Linked DNA regions of Sus scrofa: region 2 is linked to region 1. A link is a contact called in public HiChIP or PLAC-seq data. All regions are on one chromosome and are shown on one strand. The core of a region is the stretch at or near the end of the contact, and the rest is flanking DNA. Distances in the headings are between cores, read along the strand shown.

Evidence for each region. HiChIP or PLAC-seq counts read pairs in DNA pulled down with a chosen protein or histone mark.
Region 2: an H3K27ac HiChIP or PLAC-seq map of alveolar macrophages shows a contact between it and region 1. The contact joins the promoter of SPRED3 here to the promoter of PPP1R14A in region 1. A contact is called at or near these places in 2 of 5 promoter capture datasets (fetal liver and fetal skeletal muscle), 9 of 47 Hi-C or Micro-C datasets (alveolar macrophages, embryonic fibroblasts, fetal heart ventricle and 4 more) and 1 of 2 datasets of contacts at active chromatin or transcription factors (alveolar macrophages).

Annotation. Positions count from the first base shown.
Region 1 is chr6:47,169,526-47,175,402 of Sscrofa11.1, reverse strand. It overlaps PPP1R14A (protein phosphatase 1 regulatory inhibitor subunit 14A), which reads left to right and starts at 1,346. Exons shown (of 4, transcript NM_214337.1): 1 at 1,346-1,569; 2 at 3,698-3,778; 3 at 4,703-4,735; 4 at 5,839-5,877. The coding sequence starts at 1,369.
Region 2 is chr6:47,300,479-47,306,698 of Sscrofa11.1, reverse strand. SPRED3 (sprouty-related, EVH1 domain-containing protein 3) reads right to left here and starts at 4,488. Exons shown (of 6, transcript XM_021094342.1): 1 at 4,336-4,488; 2 at 2,667-2,754; 3 at 1,257-1,425; 4 at 1,065-1,138. The coding sequence starts at 2,750. GGN (gametogenetin) reads left to right here and starts at 5,123. Exons shown (of 3, transcript XM_005664585.3): 1 at 5,123-5,376; 2 at 6,140-6,220. The coding sequence starts at 6,159.

The DNA.
Region 1 (5,877 bases), core at 97-2,596:
CAGCATCCAAACCACTGCAGTTGTGTTTTTTTTTTAGGGCTTCAGCCGCGGCATAGGGCTATTCGGAGCCTAGGGATCACATTAGAACTGCAGCTGCAGCCTATGCCACAGCAACGACAGGTCAGAGCTGCATCTGTGGCCTGCACCACAGCGCACAGCCACGCCAGATCCTTAACCCACTGAGCAGGGCAGGGGTCAAACCCAGGTCCTCATGGATACTAGTCAGGTTCGTTACCACTGAGCCACAAGGGGAACTCCTGCAGTCAGATTCTTAACCAACTGTGTCATGGTGGGAACTCCTTTTCAATTTCTTGATATCCTTTGAAACACAAATTTTTAAATTTTGATGGTATCCAACTTATCTTTTTTTTCTTTTATCGTTTGTGCTTTATGTGTCATGTAAGAAGCCACTGCCTCATTATAAATCGTCTTCAGCAGCGAAAGGACATGGCCAAATTTAAGTTTTATTTAAGTTTTGCAGTGTTATTCTTGCTGCTTTCCATCAGAAGTGGGAAGACTTGTGAGGTAAGGGACTTCTCTGGTCACCCTCTCCCCTCCCTAAAACCCCACCCTCACCCTCACTCCATTTCTCATTTTATTCTCCATGGTTCTCCATACAACTTATATTCTAATAAATGTACAATGCACTGTACTTACTTATTACGTTGCCGCCCGCCTCCACCACAAGAGCGTCACCCCTGTGAGGACTGGGCTTGTGTGTTTTGTTCCCTGCTCTGTCCCCAGTGCCTAGGAGAGTGGGGGCCGGGGAGCCTGGTGGTGGCCAGAGGGAGAGAGGACCATTGGATGCTATCTGGTGTGAGGCGTCTAATATGAAGGAGAAAAAGAGAGAGGGACTAACACCCCAATGTCATGATGTCAACTGAGTATTTCTTGAATACAGTGAGTGCATGTGAACGAATGGACGCTTGGATTGTGGGTAAATGAAAGAAAGGATGTGCTTCGAAGACTGTGGTTTGACCTTCCCTGTGGAAGGGTTTGTTCACAGGGGGCTCCTGTCATGTCCCTTGCAACCGCCAGAGGGAGCAAACAGGCCAGGTCCCGGAGAACCGTCCCGGGACCCGCCCCCCGGGATCCAGGCCCCGGGAGCCCCAGCCGCCCGGCCCCGGCCTGGGGCTCTCGGCCCCGGCCCCTACCTGAGCCAGGCCCAGCCGCGGGCTTCACGCCCACGCGGCGGCCGGTCCTCGCGCAGCAGGCGGGGAAACTGAGGCCCGGGCGGCCGGGGCGTGGCCGGCCCCCCGGCGAGCCCGAGCCCCCGCCCCCGGCCAGCCCCGCCCCGGCCCGTAAGAGGCCCCCTGGGTGAGAGGCGAAAGCGCACAGCGCGGCGCCGGGGCCGGGGCCAGGACCGCGATGGCAGCTCAGCGGCTGGGCAAGCGGGTGCTGAGCAAGCTGCAGTCTCCGTCGCGGGCCCGGGGGCCGGGGGGCAGCCCCGGGGGGCTGCAGAAGCGACACGCGCGTGTCACCGTCAAGTACGATCGGCGGGAGCTGCAGCGGCGGCTGGACGTGGAGAAGTGGATCGACTGGCGCTTGGAGGAGCTGTACCGTGGCAGGGTGAGGCGGGGAGGGGTGGGGGGCGCAGGGGGCGTCCTAGACCGACGGAGCCCGGGCCCTGCCCCCCTGCGCCTTGGGGGTCTCTCATTGCTTGAGCTCGCTGGTGCATGCGCAGCCTCCTTGCCAGGGGAGAACGCTGGCCCCGCGACACATGGGCCCCCGCCGTCCACCCTCCCTGGCACTCTGCTTGTGCTCACACTTGGGTAAAAACACAGGGGAGGACCAGGGCTTTAGCATATGGGAGGTTAGGAGGCCAACTTGGGGAGCCAGAGTGGCCATATCTGGAAGAAAAGGTGGGGGGAGGAGGATGTCTTAAAGCCAAACATAGACATGGTGACCGGAGATACAACCGCAGGGAACCGCACAGCCAAGGAAACATCAGCATTCACAGACCTGCACAGTGACAAGCTATGGCCACTCACAGACCCAGTGACAGAAGCAACAGCCATGCACAGACTGTCAGGGACACCGGCTGTGGGACAGATCAACCCATGCTACAGCCACAGGCTCTCCTGGTCACAACAGCACAGGCCACAGTGCCCTATACAGATACAACACAACTACGCCCACACAAAAGGACTCCACTTACAGCTGTTCATAGACACACACAGCGCAATCTGTAGAGCCTTGCAAGCAGTGCAAGCTACAACAGCTACCCCGACACTCAGTGATTCAAGTAACGACCATCCATTATCTCCTAAAAGCAAAAAACATGCAAAGGCAATGACAGATGCTGCAGCCACACGCAGACATCAAATAACAGGAATTATAGCTACACCCAGACAGAAAACCGCGTAGGCTATGGGCACCTGTGGACGCACAATGGCAGAAGCTGCAATTGCCTGTGGACACATAGGGCATAAGCTGCAGCCTCCTGTGCTGTCTCAGGGGGTCCAGACAGACACATTTCACTTGTCTCCGCTTGAAGTCACACTTTGTACCACCCATGAGAGTCAGAGGAAGCGGACACAGACATGTGAGATGACAGAGCCTCCTCAGCCCAGCACAAAGGTGGGAGAAGCCGTGGCCCCTCGCAGTGACCCGAGGGCCCCTGTTCTCAGACACATGAGCTCACGCAGGCGGACAGTTGCTAGTGGTCGGTGGGATCCTATGAGCTCACCCTCAGACGGCGCTAGAGCCAGCCGGACACTCAAGGACACAAGTTGTGGTCACTTACTGATCAACATATCCCACAGCGACACATGATGATGAGACAAACATGCTAAGCTAGAGTCACACGCCGCCTACCATAGGAGGACCGTGGGCCCCTGTACAAGCTGCACGGTATGTCATACATTGCTACACCCTCCCACTGGCCCTGTGGCCTGGGCATCAGGCTGTGACTCACACGGACGGGTAACACACCGACACTCCAGTCTTTTGCTGAGCCCTCATCTCCACATGCAGCTCCCAGACCACCCAAGGCCTGGAGCCTGCAGTGGAATCTGCAGGACTTTGGTGGGGAAGGAAAAAATCTGTAGCCTCGGGACCTCGTGCTCAGACAGCTGGGTTCTGTCCCCGACAGGGGTACTGAGCCAGCCTGCATTTGGCCCTTTGCCCCAAGAGGCTGTACAAGCCCCCCAGTTGTCTGCTCAAAGGTGGGCTGGTGGCTTATTCTACCCACCCACCTTGGGGGGCCTCTTTGGCCCCAAGGGGAGGAGGAGGCTGGCCCAAGGCCTCTCTGTCCCCTGGGGCCAGGGCCCACCCCCAGCAGGCTCCATCCTGCCAGCCTCCCTCCCCTGCACCTAGTGCTTAAACTTTTCCTTGAAAGGGCAGAGCCAGCCCCTCTCCTGAATCCCAGAATCTGACATTCCAAGACTCAACCTAGGCCTGCTTCCCACTATGGGAACTGCGGCCAAGGGGAGAGACCCATGCCAGCCCCGAGACTCCCGGGCCCCGGGGCCAGCATCTGAGCTGGTACAGGCTCCTGGGGCCTCTGTCAACCCATCTGTCACCCCTCCCCCAACACCCAGATGTCCCGCCTTGGCGGTGCTGTCCCTGACTGTCACATTATTGCTCCGGAACCCGCCAGCTGGGCCCTGGGGCCGCCGGGGCTCCTCCGGAGCCCTGGACAAAGGCGGGGAAGGAGGGGCAAGGCCGCCTGACAGCCCGTCCCTCCCCGCCTCAGGAGGCAGACATGCCCGATGAAGTCAACATCGATGAACTGCTGGAATTAGAGAGTGAAGAGGAGAGAAGCCGGAAAATTCAGGTACGTGAAAGGGAAAACCACCCCAGCCCCTACCCTGCCCTCCCTGAAAATCATATCAATATGATTTTATTTTAATGTGTTTATCAAGCATTTCCTAAGTGCCAGGCGCTGTTTCCATTGCTTTACACTTAGTAACTCATTTAATCCTCACAAAACCCTCCGAAGGCTTTATTATCTTGGTTTCATTATCATCCATCTTACTGATTTTCCACATGGGGAAAATAAGGCCCAGAGAGCTCCAATCACTTGCCCAGGGTCACACAGGTCAGGAGGAGCACAGCTGGGAGTTCCCCTTGTAGCTCAGTAGATTAAGAACCTGACTAATATCCACGAGGACATGAATTCCATCCCTGGCCTTGTTCAGTGGGTTAAGGATCTGGCGTTGCCCTGAACTGTGGTGTAGGTCGCAGACGCGGCTCAGATCCTGCGTTGCTGTGGCTGTGGTGTAGGCCGGCAGCTGCAGCTCTGATTCAACCCCTAGCCTGGGAATTTCCATATGCTGTGGGTGCAGCCCTAAAAAGCAGAAAAAACAAACAAACAAGACAAAAGAAGGAGCACAGCTGAGAGTCAGAGCCAGGCCGTGGTCTGCACGCAGTGTCCTTGCTCTTCTGGCCTCTGTTCTCCTAGAGGCGGGAAATCCTGTGTGATCTTCTGGGCCTCTCTGGATCTAGCACTGGCCCTGGTGCTGAGTTTCTCGAATCAACCTTGTTCCCAGTTGCTCTATACGATGCTCAGGCCTTGTTCCTCCCTTGAAGCCACAGGAAAGTCCACCTGGAGTCTGACTTTTGTTTGTCTTGTTGCCTTGGGGCTTTGTTGGGGAAAGGGAGGGGCTGGAGGGACTGGGAGAGCCATAAATTGTTATTTACTATTTTTCTTTCCCTTTTTTTTTTTTTTTTTTTTTTTTTTTTTGCGGGGCATGTTTAGGGACTCCTAAAGTCATGCACGAACCCCACAGAGGTGAGCCCCATTCTGCCCCCTGATGGGGGGAGGGGGAGAGGTCTCTGGGGAGGAGGGAAGAAGTCTGGGAGCCCTGCCTGTCACAGCCCTGTCCTCCCCTCCAGCGGTGTCTTTTGTCTTCCTCATTCCTGTCCCCTCTCCCCCATCTGCCACTGGGCTCCATTATCTCCTCTCCGCTGAGACCCCCCCATCTGTCTCCCATTTCTGCCTCTGCAGGGCTCTGTCTGCCGTCCCCTCTCCCCTGTTGCTACCTCTACCGCCCTGGGGCTCCCTTCCCCACCTCTGGGGGGGCCCCCATCCTTCCAGGCCCTGAAGCTGAGTGGCCCAACCCCTCCCACTTCCTTCCCTGCTTTAAAAGGGAAAAATATTCATGTTTCTCTCACCAGCTCTGGGCCGCGTGGGGGACAAACGTCACCGGCTCAGGCCTCCGTCCCTGGGGACCCTCCTGGTGATCTCTTGGCCTGAGAAATATCTCAGTGGCTCTCTGGCTCTGGTTCTTTGTCCCTTCGTCTTTCCCTCTGTCTCTATCTCTGCATCTGTTTCTTTCAGTCTCAGCTCCAAGTCTCCGTCTGTGTCTTTCTCTCCCCCCTCACGTTTCTCTGTCTTTGCATCCATGTCTCTCTCTCTCTTTTTTTTTTTTTTGCTTTTCAGGGCTGCACCCGTGGCATATGGGGGTTCCCAGGCCAGGGGTCTAATCAGAGTTACAGCTGCCAGCCTACACCAAAGCCACAGCCACGCCAGATCAGAGCCGAATCTGTGACCTACACCACAGCTCACAGCAACGCCGGATCCTTAACCCACTGAGCGAGGCCAGGGATCGAACCTGCAATCTCATGGTTCCTAGTCGGATTCGTTTGCTCTGCGCCACGGCGACGGGAGCTCCTGGATGGATGTCTCCCGGTCTCTGCTGCTGTCTCCCATCTCCTCTCCTTCTCTCCCCCGTCGTGCTCCTCTCCATCAGTAGCCTCTCCTCCCCCTTAACTCCCCCTCCCCCTCTCACTGACCAGGAAGCAGGAAAAAGATGGGCTTAGGTCGGAAGGGCTGGGCTGGGGGGCATCCCCGCACCGCTCCCCGTGTTCTCAGCACCCCCGCTCTGTCCTCAGAACTTTGTCCAGGAGCTACTGGTGAAGCTGCGAGGCCTC
Region 2 (6,220 bases), core at 3,239-5,738, 130 kb before region 1:
TCAAGAAAGCAACAAAAGATCCTTTCCCTCCTGGAGCTGACATTCTAGCGTGGGAGATGGACAGTAAAGTAATAGATAAGAAAATTGTCTATTGGGAAAGGAAAGAAGAAAAATATCATAGAAGATGGGGAAAAAGAATAGGATGAGGAGCACTGGGAGATTGCCATTGTAAACAAGTTATGGGGGGGGGGGGCTCACTCCTGGATATGCATGTAAATCCCTGAAGGAAATAAAGGAAGGAACTATGTGGTATTTGGGGAAGAGTGTTCCAAGACAGAGGTCCAGCCAGTGCAAAGGCCCTGGGGCAGGAACATGCCTGCCCTCTTGAAGTCACAGTGAGGAGGCCAGTGTGGCTGGAGCCAAGTGAGCAGGAGGAAGTGTACTTGGGGACCAGATGGTGTGGGATCCTAAGTGCCACAGCGAGGACTTTGTCCTTTACCGTGAGTGAGATGGGGCCCCGCTTGGGTTCTAAATGGGGGAATGACCATGGGCTGTCTGAGATGTCAGGAGGGTCTCTCTGGCTGTGTGTGGGAAAGGAAATGGGGCGGGGGGCAGTTGATGAGCAGCTGGTGACATAGGCCAGTTGGGAGGTGAGGTCAGGCAGTAAACCACTTTCTGATCATTTTGAAAGTGGAGCCAATACTTGCTGACAGATGAGACACATAAGAGAGGAGAGGAGTCAAGGATGACCTCAAGGCTCGTACCCTGAGTAGCTAGAAGGATGGATTTCCCATGAATCTGTTCATCTGTTTAATGTTTTTTCTAGTATACCTTAAAATGTTTTTCCTGCCTCTCCACACTAGAATAGAAGCTCCATGAGGAAAAGGACTTTGTTTTGTTCAACTTATCGAAGGTGTTCAATAAATACCCTTGAATGAATGTGTAAATCTTGAGAGAAGAGAAAAACTAGAATAAATGGGATTGAATGGGACACTAATAGTTTGGGCTCAAATTCGTGTCCCCAGCATGTGGCATAGTGCTGGATACACAGTAGGTGCTCAAGAATGTTTGTAGAATAGAAATGAACCCCTGCCTCCCAGCAGAGCTGTACCCTGGAGACTCACCGTCAGAGGGCAGGGGGTCTCTGCAGTGTCCTGGGAAGGGGAGGAAGAGGAGGAGGAGGAGGGGGTGAGTGAGCCTGGGGCAGGGAGAGAGGCAGAGTGTTAGTTTCCTGGGCCCAGCTTCTCCCATCTCCTACCCTTCCACCCCTCACTCCCCCACCGCTGTCCCCAGAGCCCACCACCTGCTCCACTCACCTCGACCCAGTGCAGCCAGCGCAGCCAGTAGGCTCTTCTGGAACTCATCGGCCTCTGCAGGACTCTGAAACGTCAGCCCAAACTTGCAGTCACCCAGGCTCCAGTGGTGGAAGATGGGGTTCACCTTGTTGTAAACCAAGCCTGGCCTCAAGGTACACTCCAAGGTGGTCTGAGGGGGGCAGGAGGGGGCCAGGTCAGACACCCCATTCCAGCCATGTCTGTGACTTTCCTGGGCTCTATGGCAGAGCATCCCACAAACCTAATTTCTCAATCCTAGGAGTACCCTGTAGCCCCGATCAACACCCCAACACCACCCCCAAATTGTACTGAGAACACCTCTGATACCCCAGTATTTTCCCCAATCCCCTTGATCCCTACATTTGCCTAACACCTCCCTCTGATATCTCAAGAGGAATCCCAAATTTTACTGAATGCCTCAAAAAATTAGTCAGCCTCCTTCTGAGATCCAATATCCCCCATTTGACTCAATTGGACCCCCCAAACTTTACTGAACATCTCAAAATATTATTATTTATCCCCTTCTGATGCCCCAAGAATCTCCCCCAAACACTACCCCTCAAATTCGTCTCCAGCTCCCACAGCTTTCCCCTCTGATGCTAGTCAACACCTCGGATGGTCCCTCATTTTCTGGCCCAACACAACTGCATTCTTTTACACCCTTTCAAATCCCCCTACACGCTTCCTTCCACCCTCTGTTCTGAAAGGCAACCCTTACCCCAAGCCTTCTCAATCCAGTTCTTTCTACTACCTCCCTGGCTGAAACGTCAACATCTCTTTCCACTTCATGCCAGACAGTCCAGAATATTCCTGCTGAACCCACAATAGGATTGTAAACCCTCTCTGACACTTCCAGATGGGCCCCCACCAAATGCCTCCATATATTTAGAGCAGTCAGGGGCCCGTGGTGTAAATGCCTCCTGGTGAGGATCTCTGAGCAAGATGGAGCCACGGGGAGGGTTCTGAGCAGAGGAGGGATGTGATCTGAGTCAGGTGTTAGCACAGCCCCTGTGGAACAGACCGAAGGTGGGGGAGGGAGCAGGAGCAGGGCAAGGAGACCAGGGGGGAGGCTGCTGTGACAGTCGAGCAGGCAGTGGCAGTGGACAGGACCTGCTTCATAGCCCCAGTAGTCCGGAAACTCTCAACTCGTATCCAGAGGACAGACATTCACTTCCAACTCCATCCCACACCCCGGTTTGATCCGGGCTGGGAGATGACCGGACCACACCTCTGCATTCCCAGCCCCGTTCCCCTACTTCCCCACACCCCACACCACCCCCATGCCCCAGGGTGGCTCACTTTCTGGTCCCGGAGGCGCTCCCCGTGGATGACGTAGTGCCCCTGGCGGGCCCCCCCCTCGGGCCTGGCCCCTCGGACCCGACATACGCTCACCTGGCTGAGGCCCCCGCCCCCCACAGGCAGCCAGCCCCCACTGGAGTCATCTCGGGCCATCACCACGGCTCGGACCCGAACCATGTACCTGGAGGAGTTTGGGGGGGACAGAGACAACACCGTCAGTGAGCCCCAATCCTGTTCTCCTATTCAGTGTCCCCCCCATCCTTCACCTCCCCTCTTCAGCTCCCTCAGCTGGATCTACTGCACCCTCAGCCAGCCTGTACCTCACCTTCCATACCCACCTCCACCCCATGCCACCTTCTCCCCGTCCCCATCACGTCTCTTCTGCCCATCTTCTTCCCCATGCCCACCTTCCTCCAGCACTGCTTCTTTCTTCCTCTTGCCATCTCCTTCCTCCCATGCCTACCTTTTCCTCCATAGCTACCTTTTTTCTCCCTACCCACCTTTTCTCCCTCTCCCCATCTTGCCCGTCCTCACCCCCCATAGCTTTGCTCTTCCACTTCCCTTCCTCCTCCTGCTCATCCCCTATCAACCTCTCTCCTTCTCCTCCCTCTGCACGTACCCACAGCCCCACCCATCGTCCCCCTCACAGCTGGGTGCCTGCGCATATGTATTTTCTTAGAGCCCATCAACTCAGCCCCAGTCCCCCCTACACTGCCTCCGCACCCTGCCGCCCAGGCCACTGGCTGGGTGAGAAACCCAGGCTCTCTTCCCCCCACCCCTTCCCGGATTTATGAATGAGACCGGATGCAAAGCTCATTGAGTCACCCGGCAACGGGAGATGGGCAGAGAGCAGGGAGAGAACCAGAAATGGCCAGAGACAGGCCGAAAGGGAGATGGAGGCAGAAGAAGCCAGGAACGGGCGACCGAGACACATCCAGAGAGCATTTCATTCACAAAATCAAGGTTGCTCCCTCAGGCCCCTGCCGAGGAAAGGCAAGGGGGAGAGATTGCGGGCGGGCAGGCGGGCGGGGAGGGGGGAATTGATCCCTCCTCTTCCCTCTCCCGGCCCCAGCATCCTTCAGAACCATCTTACCCCGCCCCCCAGCCCCCCTCCCCCCTGTTCAGGGACCATAGCCCTCCGCCCAGCAATCAGGATCAGCCTCCAACCCCTCACTACCACCTAGCGCAGGGACCTTGGTGCCCCAGCCTCAAGCACCCAAGCCACGAGCTCTAGCCCCTTCCCCCACCAGCAGGCTGTCGGGTTTCCCCAGCCTTTCGGGAGGGGAAGGGGCCGCCGCAGCGCCCCCAGCCCCCTTTTCTCAATGGGATGGGATTTTGTGAATGAGCAGTCACGTGACGCTGCTTCCTTTGTCCGCCCGCCTCCCCCGACAACAGGTGAAGCAGAGAAAGAGGGCAGGGGTCCCCCCCCAGGGCCTACTGGGATGGGATGCCGGGATTTCTGGGTGCCCTACGCTCCCTATGATCTGTTTCCTGGGGGGAGTGGTCCCCAGATTTCCTCAATGGTGGGGGTCCAGTACGGAAATTATGAATGGGGTGTCCTCGTAGGAAGTCCAGGCCCCCCCAAATGGAGACTGGTACCCCAAATGGCTGCCGCGCAGTTTAGGAGCCCCCACCCCCTTGTCCTTCCAGCCAGGGTCTGGGGGCGTCCCGGTGGACAGGAGGCGCTGCGCGGTCCCGGCTGCCCCCTCACCGTGACAGGCCGTCTGTCAGCCCCCGCCCCCTCGCCCCCCTCGGCACCTGCCTGGAAGGCTCCGGCCGGGCTCCGAGCGGTGGCGACGTGGCCTCCTCCTCCTCCTCCTCTTCGCTCCAGCTCCCTCGCTGGCTCCGGCGGCGCTAGAGACGGGCACCGGGAGCCGGGGCGAGGGGGGAGGGAGGGGAAACCTGGTAGATGGGGGGGGAGGGGGCGGCTTGGGGGGAGGGGTAAGCGCGAGGCAGGCGCACTTGCCCGCTGGGTCCTAGAGCCCGGCCCTGGCTCCAGCGAACAGCCCCCCAGCCCCCATTTTCTTAGGATCCAGAAAGGATCCCCTCCTTTCCCACCCATCTGTGCCATTGGTCCCTGAGGATGTAGGGAGGGAGTCTAGGACAGAGCTTGCTCTGGATGTTCTAAAGAGGCAAGGTCTATGTTTTGGGTTCTAAATGGGAGTGGCGGGGTGCCTGGCGGGGTTCGAAAAGGGGTGGGGCGAGAAGGGAGCATCGCTAGGGGGCGGGGTCGGAGGGCCTGGAAAAGGAGAGTGAAGACGCGGGAGGCGCGGACGAGCGCGTGCGTCATAGAAGGGGCGGATCCACAGAGGAAGGGCCTTCTGGGCGAGCCAGAGGAAAGAGGGTCTTGGGAGGAGAGGTTGTCCTTGTAGGACGGAGCTTACAAGTAAACTGCCTTTAGGGGCCGGACGACGGAGAGTTCCAAAAGGGAGGAGCTACGCAGCTGTGTTCATAATGGGCGGAGCTTCAGGAGAGAAACTAACGGAGAGGGCGGGGCATTGTGAAGGGGCGGGGCTTAAAAGAACGTTCTACAGGGGTGGGGCCTAGGACTGCAAGGCCTGGGGGCGGGGAAGAAGACACTGGAGTATTTCAAAGGGAGATCCAGGTTCCTAAGGGGCAGTGCTCAAGCTGGCACACGGGGCGGGGGGCTCGAGCCTATGGGCGGGGCCTAGGTCTCGGGGTCCGCTCTTGCTGCCTCGCCCGCTTGCCCCGTTCTTTTCGGTTACTTTCTGCTGCGGCCGTTCCCCTCCCTCCCCTGGGCCCAGGGGGCCGCGGTCCGAACTTCGGTCGGCTGGTGGAGTCGGTGAGTGGGATCCTCTGAGAGGAGGAGCGAGGGCGGAGCTTGGGGGAAGGGGTGGAGCCTGAGTATGAGGTCTGCCGCTAGACCTGGAGCAGGAAAAGAAATTTAGCAGTGAAGCCTGGGAAGAGGGCGGGAACCAAATAATCAATTGAGAGGGAGTTGAGGGTTAGAGGTGAGGACTGAGGGGTTAGCACGACAAAAATATCTGGATTTGTTAAGCGGAGGCGGGGCCAGACCTGGGGAGGGTTGGGGGGTCTGGTTGAGAAGGCCCGATTCCCTGACAATCGGGGGCGGGACCAGAGGGAGGAGGCGGGGCCTGGGCCAAAGAAACCTTGTTGAGAGTTCAGGGAGAGAAGCTGGTACTCCTTGGTCTTACAAGCTACAGAGTACAATCACCACGCGTGTTGTGGCCTGAGTAACTGGCAAGGAAGGCGGGCAAGGCCTATGTCTTGGAGTCTAGAGACCTCGGATGTGGTCAAAGCGAAGGGATGTGATCTGAGGGTCCAGATAGGAAGACAGGTACTGAACCTTAGTACACTAAGAGAATGGGGACTCTGTACCTGAACAGCAGCTGTATGGGTCCACGGGGAAGAAGATGTGAACGTCAAGAGCAGAGAAATAGGAATGCGGCTAGAGACTAGTTCCCGAGTGGATATCGGAGGACAAGGGCAGGGCGGGTGAGGATAGATAGGACCAAGTACAACTCTGCCTCGTGGGTTTCCCCCAGCCCTGATAGATTGACTGGCTGACGTTTTTCTGACCACAGTCCCTGACCTCCGTCAGAAATGGGGAACGTGCAGTCGGAGCCGTCCGCTGGCGGGGGCTCCCGAAAAGAGCAGGCCTCGGG